3 separate regions of the Hordeum vulgare genome follow, and regions 2 and 3 are each linked to region 1. A link is a contact called in public Hi-C data. All regions are on one chromosome and are shown on one strand. The core of a region is the stretch at or near the end of the contact, and the rest is flanking DNA. Distances in the headings are between cores, read along the strand shown. Region 1 holds the start of LOC123443119 (casein kinase 1-like protein HD16). Region 2 has its middle 120 kb from the start of LOC123439609. Region 3 has its middle 8.8 kb from the start of LOC123439610.

What was found. A called contact is a pair of places that touch in the nucleus more often than the background predicts.
Region 2: a Hi-C map of leaf shows a contact between it and region 1, with 3 times the contacts expected there. The contact joins the enhancer-like site here to the promoter of LOC123443119 in region 1. A contact is called at or near these places in 3 of 6 Hi-C or Micro-C datasets (leaf and seedling).
Region 3: a Hi-C map of seedling shows a contact between it and region 1, with 3 times the contacts expected there. The contact joins the enhancer-like site here to the promoter of LOC123443119 in region 1. A contact is called at or near these places in 2 of 6 Hi-C or Micro-C datasets (leaf and seedling).

The regions. Positions count from the first base shown.
Region 1 is chr3H:98,382,509-98,386,543 of MorexV3_pseudomolecules_assembly, reverse strand. It overlaps LOC123443119 (casein kinase 1-like protein HD16), which reads right to left and starts at 1,980. Exons shown (of 16, transcript XM_045119385.1): 1 at 1,523-1,980. The coding sequence starts at 1,618. It also overlaps the pseudogene LOC123441541.
Region 2 is chr3H:97,590,875-97,594,909 of MorexV3_pseudomolecules_assembly, reverse strand. No RefSeq gene overlaps it. Among protein-coding and RNA genes, the nearest start is that of LOC123439609, 120 kb to the right of the region's middle. Within about 2 kb of position 2,004, at least 3 of the 3 cell types and tissues checked have open chromatin away from gene starts, as enhancers often do. A contact at or near this core is called in leaf and seedling, where this site is marked.
Region 3 is chr3H:97,809,223-97,813,257 of MorexV3_pseudomolecules_assembly, reverse strand. No RefSeq gene overlaps it. Among protein-coding and RNA genes, the nearest start is that of LOC123439610, 8.8 kb to the right of the region's middle. Within about 2 kb of position 2,292, at least 3 of the 3 cell types and tissues checked have open chromatin away from gene starts, as enhancers often do. A contact at or near this core is called in leaf and seedling, where this site is marked.

The sequences.
Region 1 (4,035 bases), core at 731-3,230:
TGAATAAAGGATTACCTTGCATCACAAACATAACAGGTGCAGTAGTGATGTTATTTTCCAGATTTAGAAGTGTCTCCCCAACCCCCATCCCAGACGGCCCCTGGCCTTTATACATGATGAAAAATGAAATTGAGATGCATAAAAGGATTGAAGTGAATATTGCGTCACTGGAACAAGCAAACCATATATTTGATATTTCCATTTGGTAGCAGCCATAGTGCAGCTCTATACAGCGCAAATACAAAGTGAAACCTCTTTAGATTCTTGCAGACATAGAAATATCTTACACCTGCATGTAACACTGAACTGGGCAAATTTAACAAAAACAGGAAACAAAGTCCAAGAAACCAGCCACAAAACTATAGAACTAACGTACAAGGTAATGCACAAAACCAGTAGGTTAGATGGACAAAGACACAGACCCAGTAGGTTAGATTTACAAATGCCCATTCCTGGACACGGCAAAAAACAGCAATTTAAGCCTAGGGAACTCATCTCAGCAGTGGAGCGCTATAAAGCAAACAGCAATGGAACAGGGGGGTCATATGTGATAATCAACATAAGCAGTATTCACTGAATGCAGGCTGTGCACACCAGAAATGGTACATTCGGTAGCATGTCCGGCCAACATGTTGCCTACTGCATGCACAACACAATGTACAAAGAAAAAATAATAATTATATATGGCCAGTATTTAGGTAAAAAATTCTGACAACAATGAAGCAGAAAGTCACAGCACACTAGACACACTAGGCGACAAAACAAATACAAAGAACTGGCAAAACAGGCAGCAGCTATGAAAGCTCCACGTTAACTCATACTGATGTCCCACATTTACATAACAAGTACTCCCTCCAACCAAAATACTTGTCGTGGTTTTAGTTCAAATTTTAACTAAAACTACAACAAGTATTTTGGAACGGAGGGGGTACTTTTTTGTATATATTCAAACTTCGAGAAGAGAAACCAACAGTTCACCAAAAAATAAACAAATGTATCCACTTGTTTCAGCTAAGATCTTAGCAACTGCTTGATGAAGTAGGCCCAGTAGTTACAATTTCAGCTCTTTTGATGCCGCTCACCGCTCATAGCTCTAACCTAGTTCAGATATTTCAATCCTACTATAACATTTTACTTAGAAACAGAGGAATCCTACTCTAATCGTTTATATTTAGGATTAATCGTCCACACCTTAGGGGGGTATATTCTCCACATAAAGAGATATACTCTTTGTAATACCACGCCCATCACTCCATTTTTGGTCATGGCAACCTAAGAGATTTTCAGCGTCATTGTCTAAGGGAGCGGCGCAGGAGGCATCCACGCAAATTTATTGTAGACACACGGCCACTAGAGCAACTTATAACTACACAAGCATACTATCTCACCGTCCTCCGAGTGAGGTTACCAAATTCGATCCACGATCCACAAATTCCAGCGTCTAATCAAGGCAAGTAGAACCCAAGGCGCTACCAATTTTCCACGAACATCTAAAGTAGCGGCAGCCAAGGAGATATCATACCGTCTCAGGAAGCGGCGCGGAGTTGCCGTCGTCCCCAGCGCCGGGGCCCGGGGCGGGGCCGGCGATTCCCTTATCGCCGCTCTCGAACTCGTCCATTTGTCACCCCTGCTCGCGCTTCTGCGACTCAGGAAGTGTGGATACCTCGCGGCTCGTGGATCGGCTTCCGGATTCTGCGGCTACGGCTGCTTTCCACGGCCTCGGCGCGCGCCACCGTGGGGCACTGGCAAGCCTCAACGGCGTAGCCCCATGCGCTCCCTGGAGGCACCGAGATCGGACCGGCGCTAGTCGAGTATCGGCTGCGGCTCAGTTGTACTGAGTCGGAGCTTGGCCTGCGGCGGTGGATGAGGTGGTCGGTGACGACGGGAGGGGAAGACACGGGGAGGTCGAGGTCGAGAGCAAGGGGAAGGAGGGCACCGAAAAAATCCTACTAGAGCAAACTCCTCGTGGTGCTACCATATGATATACGTCTTCCGAGAGAGATCACGTAGCTCGCATTTACGTCTTCGATTGAACATACAGCCTGTGTGTAGGATTTGGATTTGGATAGTGGTATAGACTCCTACCGACGCCCGATGCATCTCCACTCGCTCCCCCCCCCTCCTTCGCCTTTTTCGTGTCTCCAAACTTCTCGTTTAGTGCCGGTTTGGGTTAAAATAATATCCCTCGAACCTGGGGATGCCTCGGAGAGCCGGCCGAAGCGAAAAGTCGAGTGGATCCGCGTTGTCAGCGACGGATCGGCCTATTCCCGTTGTTTTCTCCTCCCTTTCCCTCCATTTTCCCCTTCTCCCCTTCATCTGGCCGCCATGACATCGAAGAAGTACACCGTCCCTCGCCCCGCCACCGCTGCCGATTACATCCAGCCGAAGCAGAGGAAGTCGAGGAAGCCGATGGCTAGGTTGGCAGGCGTTTCGGACGTCGAGTGGAGGGCGGATGTATAGCACCGGTAGGCGGTCACAACCGACCGACGAAGAAGGCTCGACGCCAAGAGGGTCAGGGACGCGGCGGCGGCGGCGGTCGATCAGGAAGTGGCCCCCCGCGCGGGGATGATGAATCCGCCTGGCAGAGCGTCGCGTCGCCGGCCAACCTCTCGCCGTCGATGCCGTCCTCGGGGTACGCAACCTCGCCTGGCTACTCCGACGGCGACGCGCATGGCAGTTTCAACCCCAACACCACCTTCTCGCATGACGCATCGTAATGTTCCTCCCCCCATCGGCTTTAGCCACGACCCGCGTACTCCCTCCCCCGCGTTCAGCGTCGGCCTCAACACCCAGTACAACTACTTGCCGTCGGTGTACTCGTCAACAACCTCGCTTGTGTCGCCTCTGCGTTGTGGTGCCCTTCCATCGCGCCCGCTTCGGCGCTACAGTTTAACCACACCGACGCCGACATGGACGAGATAATCACGAGCAGCTCTGTCGTCGTCGTGTCCTACCCGTGGTTCGGCGTGCAGGATGAAACAATGGACACTGCTGGCGACATTGACGACGAGCTCAACGACGCCGTGGAGGAGGGGGAAGAGCAGGTGGAGGTGGAACCGGAACCAGTGCCAAAAAATAAGGGGGGAAGTAGGCGTCGAACGCCAAGCCAGCCGAACCCCGCGTCAAGTGGACGTCAAAGGAAGACGAGTGCCTTGCTGAAGCATGGAAGACCGTCGACATCGACCCGATCACCGGCGCGAATGAGAACATCGACATGTACTGGGGGAGAATCAAGACGGTGTTCGACGAACGCAAGCTGGTCGACCCCAACGTCGTCAACATCCACATGGACCACGGCGAGAAGGCCATGTCAAACCACTGGTCGACGGTCCAGATGGACTGCAACAAGTGGCATGGTATCGTTGAGGAGGTCATTGCTCACCCGAAAAGCGGCGCCAACATCGAGGGTCGGGTATGGACATAGTTCGTCGGCCCCAGTTCATCGCGTCACCGTTTACTTTGCTGACATGTTTTGTCCGCGGTTGTGCAGATGGTTTGGATGTTCACCATGTATCACACCAACAACGAGGACCAAGAGTTCAAGTTCCTTCACGTGTTCTCCGGGATCGAGTCGTGCTAGAAGTGGAGGGAAGTTTGCCTCGCTCTCGACAAGGCCAAGGAGACCTACAATCCAGACGCGCCTGCCCCGGCTGCGGCAGAAGGGCGCCCAGATGGCACCAAAAAAGCCAGGGCGGTGAGGGACGCGATGCCCGCTGCCAAACAGCTGCAATCTTCGATCGAGCAATGCATCGCCGACACCAAAGAGCAGCGCTGCCAGGAGGGAAGAGAAACCCAACGCGCGGTGGCCGGCATTGATGACGAACCAACACGTCAAGCTCAACCTTCTCAGGACCAACGTCGCCACAAAGAAGATGAACACCGACCTGGCATTTCTGACGAGAGCAAACACGTCGATTATGGATGAGCATGTGAAGACGTGGTACCTCATGGAGCGCAGCTTCATCTTAAAACAGATGCCCGCTTCGGCGGCGACCACAACGGCGACCACGACAACAACACCAACGACGATGCCCA
Region 2 (4,035 bases), core at 755-3,254, 790 kb after region 1:
ATATTCAGAGCATACAAACAACAAGCGGAAGTTACATGTCTGGGTACACACATCTACTAAAAACGGTGGAAGAGCCTGAAAAGCTACAACGACCCTACCAAAGGAGCGAGATCACTAACTGGGTTCTCAAGCTAATCCATCGATGTCAACACCAAGAGGAAAATGGAAAGAGAGTAACGTCTATCTGTGCAAAAATGTAAAATAAGCAACAGTGAGTACGAAAGTGCTCAGCAAGACTTACATCAAAACTAACTACTTATACATCATGTATCAATGAATGGGATTGTGGGGTTTACTGCAGAAATGCGAGCTTTGACCTTTGGCTAACCTAGACTACGACAATGTATCATTCCTCTCTCGTCTCTTATGAGGGAGCACACACGAGTCCACGTATCCACGACATCAATAAATCACCATGGATCCTCTCCCGTCTTCCTACGAGAAGGTCATCCATAGCACTCACACTTATCTTGTACATTTTAGAGTATCCATTAAAGTTATCTATGAACCATGTAAGTATTCAAGTAGTCCATATCCGAGGACGCAACTAGTCGAATAGATAGTTACCCTTGAGGGGTGTACTTCTTCACACACACTTTCTCCACTTATCGCCATGTGCACATCATGCACCTCGGCAACCTTCAAGTGGAAACCCAGCGAGGGAGTTGGCCACAGACGTTAACCTACAACGACTCTAGCCCTAGGCAAACGCCTATCTGAGTTGCCTACCAGAATCGAGAATCCGGCAGTGTTTCATGATTCGAACTTAGAAGTTGTGTACATGGCCCCAAGCCGGTCCTGGTTGGTCCGTTCATCCACTTCGCAGGCCCGATCACATCCTATGAACATTTCAAACTACCATGACTCCTGGGCGGAGAACAGGGTAGGCTAATAGGCCGAGAGGGGTCGAGTTACCGGAACCCAGTGTGCAGTAGTAGCTACTCTTGGAACACCAACATAAGATCTCAGGTCCGAAGTGCGGCGTCAATGAGACAACCCACCATGTACTCCTACATGACCTCTCATCGCTACCTTTACCAAAACATGTTCACACGCTTAACTCTCATCAGTAGGACATGATCATTCCAATCATCACCCACATGGTGATACCAACTCAACTCTAAGCATAGCAAGCATAACAGGGTAATGGCACAACATGGCTCAAATATCTACCACGTATGCTAGGTTGCTTAATTTATCTATTTATTGTGACAATGATAGGTCGTGCAAAGGAATGGGTTCATCTACCATAACACAAGTAACAGTTGAATCGTGTGGTTCTAATGCATTGAAATAAGAGTAGGAGCGAGAGAGTGGGATTGTATTGGAATGTTCAAGGGGTTGCTTGCCTGTTGATCAGAAGAACTCAGCTGTTCTTCGATGTCGTCGATAACTACGTCTCACAAGTCTAACAACAAGGACAAACAAGGAACAAGTTAAGCACGACAAATGCTTCACAATGACGCATGGTAACGACATGTTAACATTTTGCTGCTTTGAGATGAAACCACTAACCACGATTAAATGAAGTTCATTTGATCAATATAAATCAAATTCAAACTTCACATGTAAAGCATTTAAATGCCTTTAATTGAATTGTACTAACCAGCAACTTCGGGTTGTTCAAACATGCATGAAAATAGTACCATCAGATTCTTTGGATTTTTCTGTTAATTTTTCATATATAAATTATTTGATTTGGAGCTATAGATTATTTTATATTATTTTTTAAAGTTTATACCAATTTATGGAATTTTTCTGAATTTTTTATTCCAGAAAATCATTAATTGTGTCACGCTAACGTCATGCTCGCGTGAGCAGGTCAAAGGACCCGGTCCATGTCAAATGTGATCGTGGGACCCCTATGTCATAGACACAAAGCTTAACAAAATTTAAATAAAATAAACCGAGGTTATTAAGGGCTCTGGGCCCACTTGTCATGGACCTAGAGGTGGGGTTAACGGCTAATGGCGCGATTAGCCAGCGGCTAATCATCGACGACCACGGTTTGACGGCACCACACGGGGCGGCGGCACCGGCGACCATACGACCGGTGGATGGGCAATCCGAGGGCACCAGGAGGTAGCCCGCAGTCGCGCGCATCCACCTGACGCAGCCACGGGCTAGGGGTGGCCGGTAACAAGGCCGACGATGACCTCGCGCGGCAGCCGTCATTCGTCCCTGACTGGAGCTTCTCAGGAGGGCGGGAGAGATAGGCAAAAGGGGCAGTGGCTCACCGCGATTCCATTTGCGACAACAACATGGGCGTGGAGGCTCTGCACATGGCGAATCGACGGCGACGGCCGACTGTCGGAGGTGGAGAAGATAACGATGATGACGGCGATGGAGGGACTCGGGGCTTGATTATTTCGGTGGAGGGTGGCATTGCGATGCGGCGGTTCTTCTGGAAAGCACGGGGAGGTGAGAAGTGGCTGGTGGCCGCGGTGGTGGCGAACGAGGCAACAGTGTGCTTGGGTCTGTGCGTGGGAATGGACGAGAGGGAGAGACAGAGAAGGGGATGAGCACAGGGAGGGGAAGACGCGTGCACGGGAGGAACTTGGCGTCCTTAGCGCACTCGCCGCGAAGCGGCGGAAGCAGGAGGTGGCGAGGCGCGTGCTGGTGCGCCGTGACCATGCGCTCGTCCTTCTCGTGCAGGGAGGAAGACGACATGGGAAGTTCAGCTGGGCTGGGCCGGCTTCTGCTTCAGGGAGGCCCAGGTAAGTCAGGGTTCTTTTTCTATTTTCTTTTCTTTTCTATTTTTTGACATCTGTTCTAGCTTTAAATAAAGGGAAAATCTAAGTAGGAGCGTGCGCACGGTGCGGCCGCATCGCGTCCGTACAATCGCTAGGGAATGATTAGTCATCTGCACATTTTCTTTATTTCTTCCACCGCAGATCCCGCTAGTCCCACTCCCAGGTCCCACCCCATCCGCACTGAGTCGTTGTTCACCACACTTCCTCCCCTACCTCTCGTCTCTCTTCTTCCTCCCATGCTTGCTTCTCTCAGTCAAATCCCCCATCCATTAGGGGCCGAGAGGGTATGGGATCTGATCCTGGGCATGAAGGGCAAGAACCACGCTAGCGAAGAAATAAGGAAGAGGTGGTCGGGTAGGATTGGAAGAATGGGGAAGGGCATGTGTCGGACAGCATGCAGCATCCAGTGGCTCTGATGACTATTTTTGCATCTCACCGTCTTAGTGTTGTGTCATGCGTGTCTAATTCATGGATTCAGCTTACGGCCTCTTATTCATGCTAACTTTTTTCTCATCCCTTCATTTGCGTTTCTTATGCATATACCTAGATTTTTCATATTTCTTTGCAAGTACGTACTTGTAGTCATGACACTAAGCGTTTTTAGTCTCTAAACTAAGCATACTCAGCATATCAATTAACCCAGCAAGTAAGCAAATTTTTACGTACGAATGAAAACTGAGAACTTTTTAATCTGAATACTAGGTATTTTTTCAGCATGGCAACTAAGAACTCTTTAATCTGGAAACTAAGTATTTTTCTAGCATGGCAACTAAAAACTTTTTAATCTGAAAACTAGGTATTTTTGGCAACTAAGAACTCTTTAATCTGGAAACAAGCTACTTTCTACATGGCAATTAAGAACTTTTTAATCTGGAAAGTAGGTTTCTTTCTATCATGGCAACTGAGAACTTTTTAATCTGAAACTTAGGTTTCTTTTCTACCATGGAAACTACGAACCTTTTTAAGCTGGAAACTACGTATTTTTTCTAGCATGACAACTAAGAACCTTTTTATCTGGAAACTACGTGTTTTTTCTAGCTTGGCGACTACAAACCTTTTAAGCTGGAAATTAAGCGTTCTTCTAGCATGGCAACTAAGTACTTCTAAGCATTTTTTTTAGTAAGATAACTAAGAACGGGTAGTTTGGAGACTAAGCATTTGCAGGGTAAGTAAACACCTCTAATCTGAAAACTAGGCACATTTTAGCATGTCAACTAAGCTCTTCTTATAATCTAGCAACTGAGCAATTTTTAGCTTGGCAATTAATCACTTTTTCTTCCTT
Region 3 (4,035 bases), core at 1,043-3,542, 570 kb after region 1:
TAGGATAGCACGTGGAGCAATTCGTTGGGTCTGCATTTTCCGTGGCATAAATCAGAAGGCTACTTTCAATTCAATTCAAGCGACTGCAGGCCGGCCGTGAAGGCAGCAAGCGCCTGGAGCAATGAAAAAACGAGAGCCATTAGAAATCAACGACGGCGACCCTATCAACAGCGGTGAGCGTACCTATACATGCTGTTGCCTGATCGCGCGCGATTCGGACGTTCAAGGCATTTATTTTCTGGAAACGGTTGACGTTGAGGGCATCGTGGCTTCGAGAGGCGTGATTCAGCACAATGATTCAGCTGAACCTATATTTTACATCATACGATTAAACATCTTTTACATGTGAATTCGCGTCATGCATGTCAAATCCATCAAATATTTCGTGTCATGTATATTTTAATCAATAATGCACTAATCTTTCCCTAATAATAATAATGCATGAAGTGGTTCTGTCGTCCGTCGTTTTTGCAATTCACCGTCTGATTTATGTTATACCGTGCGAGCCTTTTCTATGATGGACAAGCAAGCGGCAGGGTGGTTTCTCTCTTTCTAAGCTAGCCCGAAGACCTGAGTTTGAGCCCCACCTTTCACCTTTTTTCGTTTTCTGTTTAAAATTATTATTTTTACCATGCGCTTATTAAACTACGAGAACGTGAAGTCTCAAGAGCACACACGAGTTGTGGTGGCTAGGGCGCCTGTTCCCTTATAGAACAGGCCCAGGTTCGATCCCTGGTTGTCACAATTTTTCCACAAAATACCAGCAACTTATATACCTTTATCACTTGATATCAATATAGGCAGATGTTTTCAAAGGTGAAAACGCTAGAGGTGGTATGGAGGAAAATTGTTAAAAAAATATTCACAATTAAAATGTTGTTTGCAAATAACAAAAATGTTCTTGATTTTCAAAAATATCAAAAGATTGAAAAATTGTTCATGAATTTGAAAAATATTCTTGATTTAAGAATGATAGTGTAACTCGGTGATGTAGCAAAATGTGATCATGATCATTGAATATTATGTTTTCTTTTTCCGTTGCAACGCATGGACCCTTTTGCTGGTCTTTATAAACAATGTCTAGAAATCAATGGTGTCGGACGTAGGTTGAGCTGAACCATGCATGGTCCAACAAAACATTTTCGTCGTGGCCTCTCGTCTCCAAGCCCGTCGCTCTCCTGCTCTTCGTTTTCATATACGCTAGAAAGGGGCGTCGCAACGAGACGATCGATCGACTTTTACTGCTGCTGCTGCTGCTGCTGCTGCCGCCCCTCCTGTCGTTATGGAGTAATGCGTCCAGTCCTTATGTTGTGATGAAGCCGAGCACACACTTAAGGGCTCCATCATTGTCGGTATGGGCGCGCGGCGCCACTGGCCGGTGCGCGTGCTCGCCTCGCCTGTGCTGAAAGGGAAGCACGACGTACTGAATTCACGACACCGTAGCGTAGCATAGCGGGTGTGCTCTTACTACTTGAGTGACTGAAAACGGGAGGAGGATCGGTTCCGTGTCTCACCGTGCGATAGGACGACGGATGATCAGTTCTTGCGTTGGTCGATCAGCTTCCAATCGAATAGTCAAACGGAAGCTTAATTATCCAGTAGTATATTTTTTAGCTCGATCTGTTTGGGCACGAGGTACTGCCCGTACCGGACCGACGACAAAGTTAGTGATGCATCAAAACAGACAGACAGGTATAGTGTCACCAGCCGGCGGTTAATGACAAATCAAATCAAAATGCAATCAGATCATAGGGGCATAGCAGTGGCGGTAGTACAAGCAGAAGCAGGACTGTAGGAAGCAGTGCGAGCGTCGCGTCGCCCACGCATTAACATTATGATATGAGCACCTACGTACGTACACAACCACGCGAGCGACGCGACGCGACGTCCATGGCCATGGCACTGGCACTGGCACGCGACGATGCCGCGTCGCCACCCAACACGGACCTCATCCTCCCCGGTCCCCAAACCCTCGCCGTCGCTTTCGCCTCTCCCGCCGCTGCATCCTGCATACTACAGATGTAAAATGTTGCGCCAGTGCGGGTGCAGTGCCGTCTCCAGCCTCCACCAAATCCACACCGTATGCACGTCCGGGGTCCAGCATCCAAAAGACACAAGCCCAAGAACGATATACGAGTCGCAAATATGTACACTAGTACCGTCTAGCGGTGGCGCGGAGGCAGCAGTATCTATCTCCGGCGCCGCGGCGCGGCCGAAGATGAGCCGTGACCACAGCGGGGGACGACGACGACATGGGGGCCTACGGGAGCGTGGCCTCGGCAATCACGAGCTCGATCAGTGGTGGTGTTCATTCAATCCAAGAGAGACAGCGCAGCCGCGCGCGGTGCAGGCCAGCACCTCCTCTTGTCTCTTTGTTTCCCCGTAGTCACTGTGCTGTGTGGAGTGTGACGCCGGTGTGTAGCTCGGAAACTGCAGATCACACTGCACCCCTGATTATATTATTACAAGCTCAACGGTCGCGGGTACATGCATGTACTGTGCGTGAAGCAACACGAGAAATACTGGCCTGGCCGCCGGGTGGGTCGGTCGGCACAGAAACAGAACCACGTACAGATGATATGAACCTGGCACTTGGTCCGACCAAACGATAAACTATAAAAACTACATGTTCGTATAGCTTAGCCGAACCTTTCATGAGCAGTGGCAGCTCATCCTTAGTCGTTTCAGATCCTCCTGGCCTGGGTCCTGGGCCACTATACGGGAACAGGACATGGCACGCAGGGTGCAGACGGTGCAGGCACAGCTTGCTAATTTCAGCCCTAGGTTTTTCTTCTTCGGAAACGGAACAAAGATTAATTAAGTACAAAATTAAACAAATGAAAACTGACGCAAGCCATCCACATGCAAATTACTCATAGAGCATGAAACCCTATAAACACATGATTAGTCCAACAATTATACTCAAAGCATAACGATCACCAACCCTACACCGCTACATTACAAAGACACTCCCAATAAGAGTAACTCAAGCGAAGACCACATGCACCATCAAATTCATGAAGACAAGTCGGTCAAGGACAATCAAAGAGACTGAAGATCATACATCAAGCAGCTGTAAACGCCTTCTTTCTTTTGTTTCTGAGAGCCTTCTTCACAATCACCTTGTCAGATCCATGACTAGCCGTCTTCACACGTTTGAGCAGTCTATGAAACTCTATCTCAAAGAAAATCTTATCGACCTTGTCACACACAGAAACCTACCCCACAATCACCCGTGAGTGGATGATCGCAATGTCTAAACATCCATGGTTCACAGAGGCGAGTGGCTGACTGGGCTTCAAAGATTCACACGCCAACATACCGACCACCTCAACATCCTTAGCCACATGTATCACCGATACGATGGACATAGACGCCTCCAGTTGCTCACATGAGAGAAGCGAATCTTGTACCTCATACGAGGTCACCGGTGAGTCGACCTCCATATGCTCCATTCGTGGAGTACATGTCCAAGGAGATGTGGCTTTTTTTCAAAGGTCTATGGAGTACATGATGTCGAAGGCATTGTTGCCGGTCGTAATAAGATTGCTGGTTATCCTGGTTCTGTTGGTGCGTTTTCTTCGACTGCAAGCCGCCGGTTTGTTTTTGTCGCCGTTCGTTTAGCGTTGCAACGATACCGCGAAGTTTTGAACTCTGAACAGGCTTGCAGATTTAAGCAAAAACGGGAACGAGTGAATGCGCAAGGTCCATCTCAACACCGCAATTAATAAGCAGAGATCGCTGCCGGCGACATCAATTCGCGCATCTGCCGAGCTGGTTGGATGGACCAATCTGCGGATCTGGCGACACCGCCCCCGCTAGCTACCAGTCGAGCGCGTACGGTTCACACCCATCGTCTGGATTTTTCTTTTTCTTTTTTGAGGGAAACATCGTCTGATCTATTCTGTGCACTCCATCTCCAATCTGAGCAAAGCAACGCCTTGAATATCCACTGTGGAGCAGTGGTACAATGCAGCTACAAAATTAGGCCAGCATGGGGTTCAGAATTCAGAAAGCCGTTCGTCGGGCAATCAG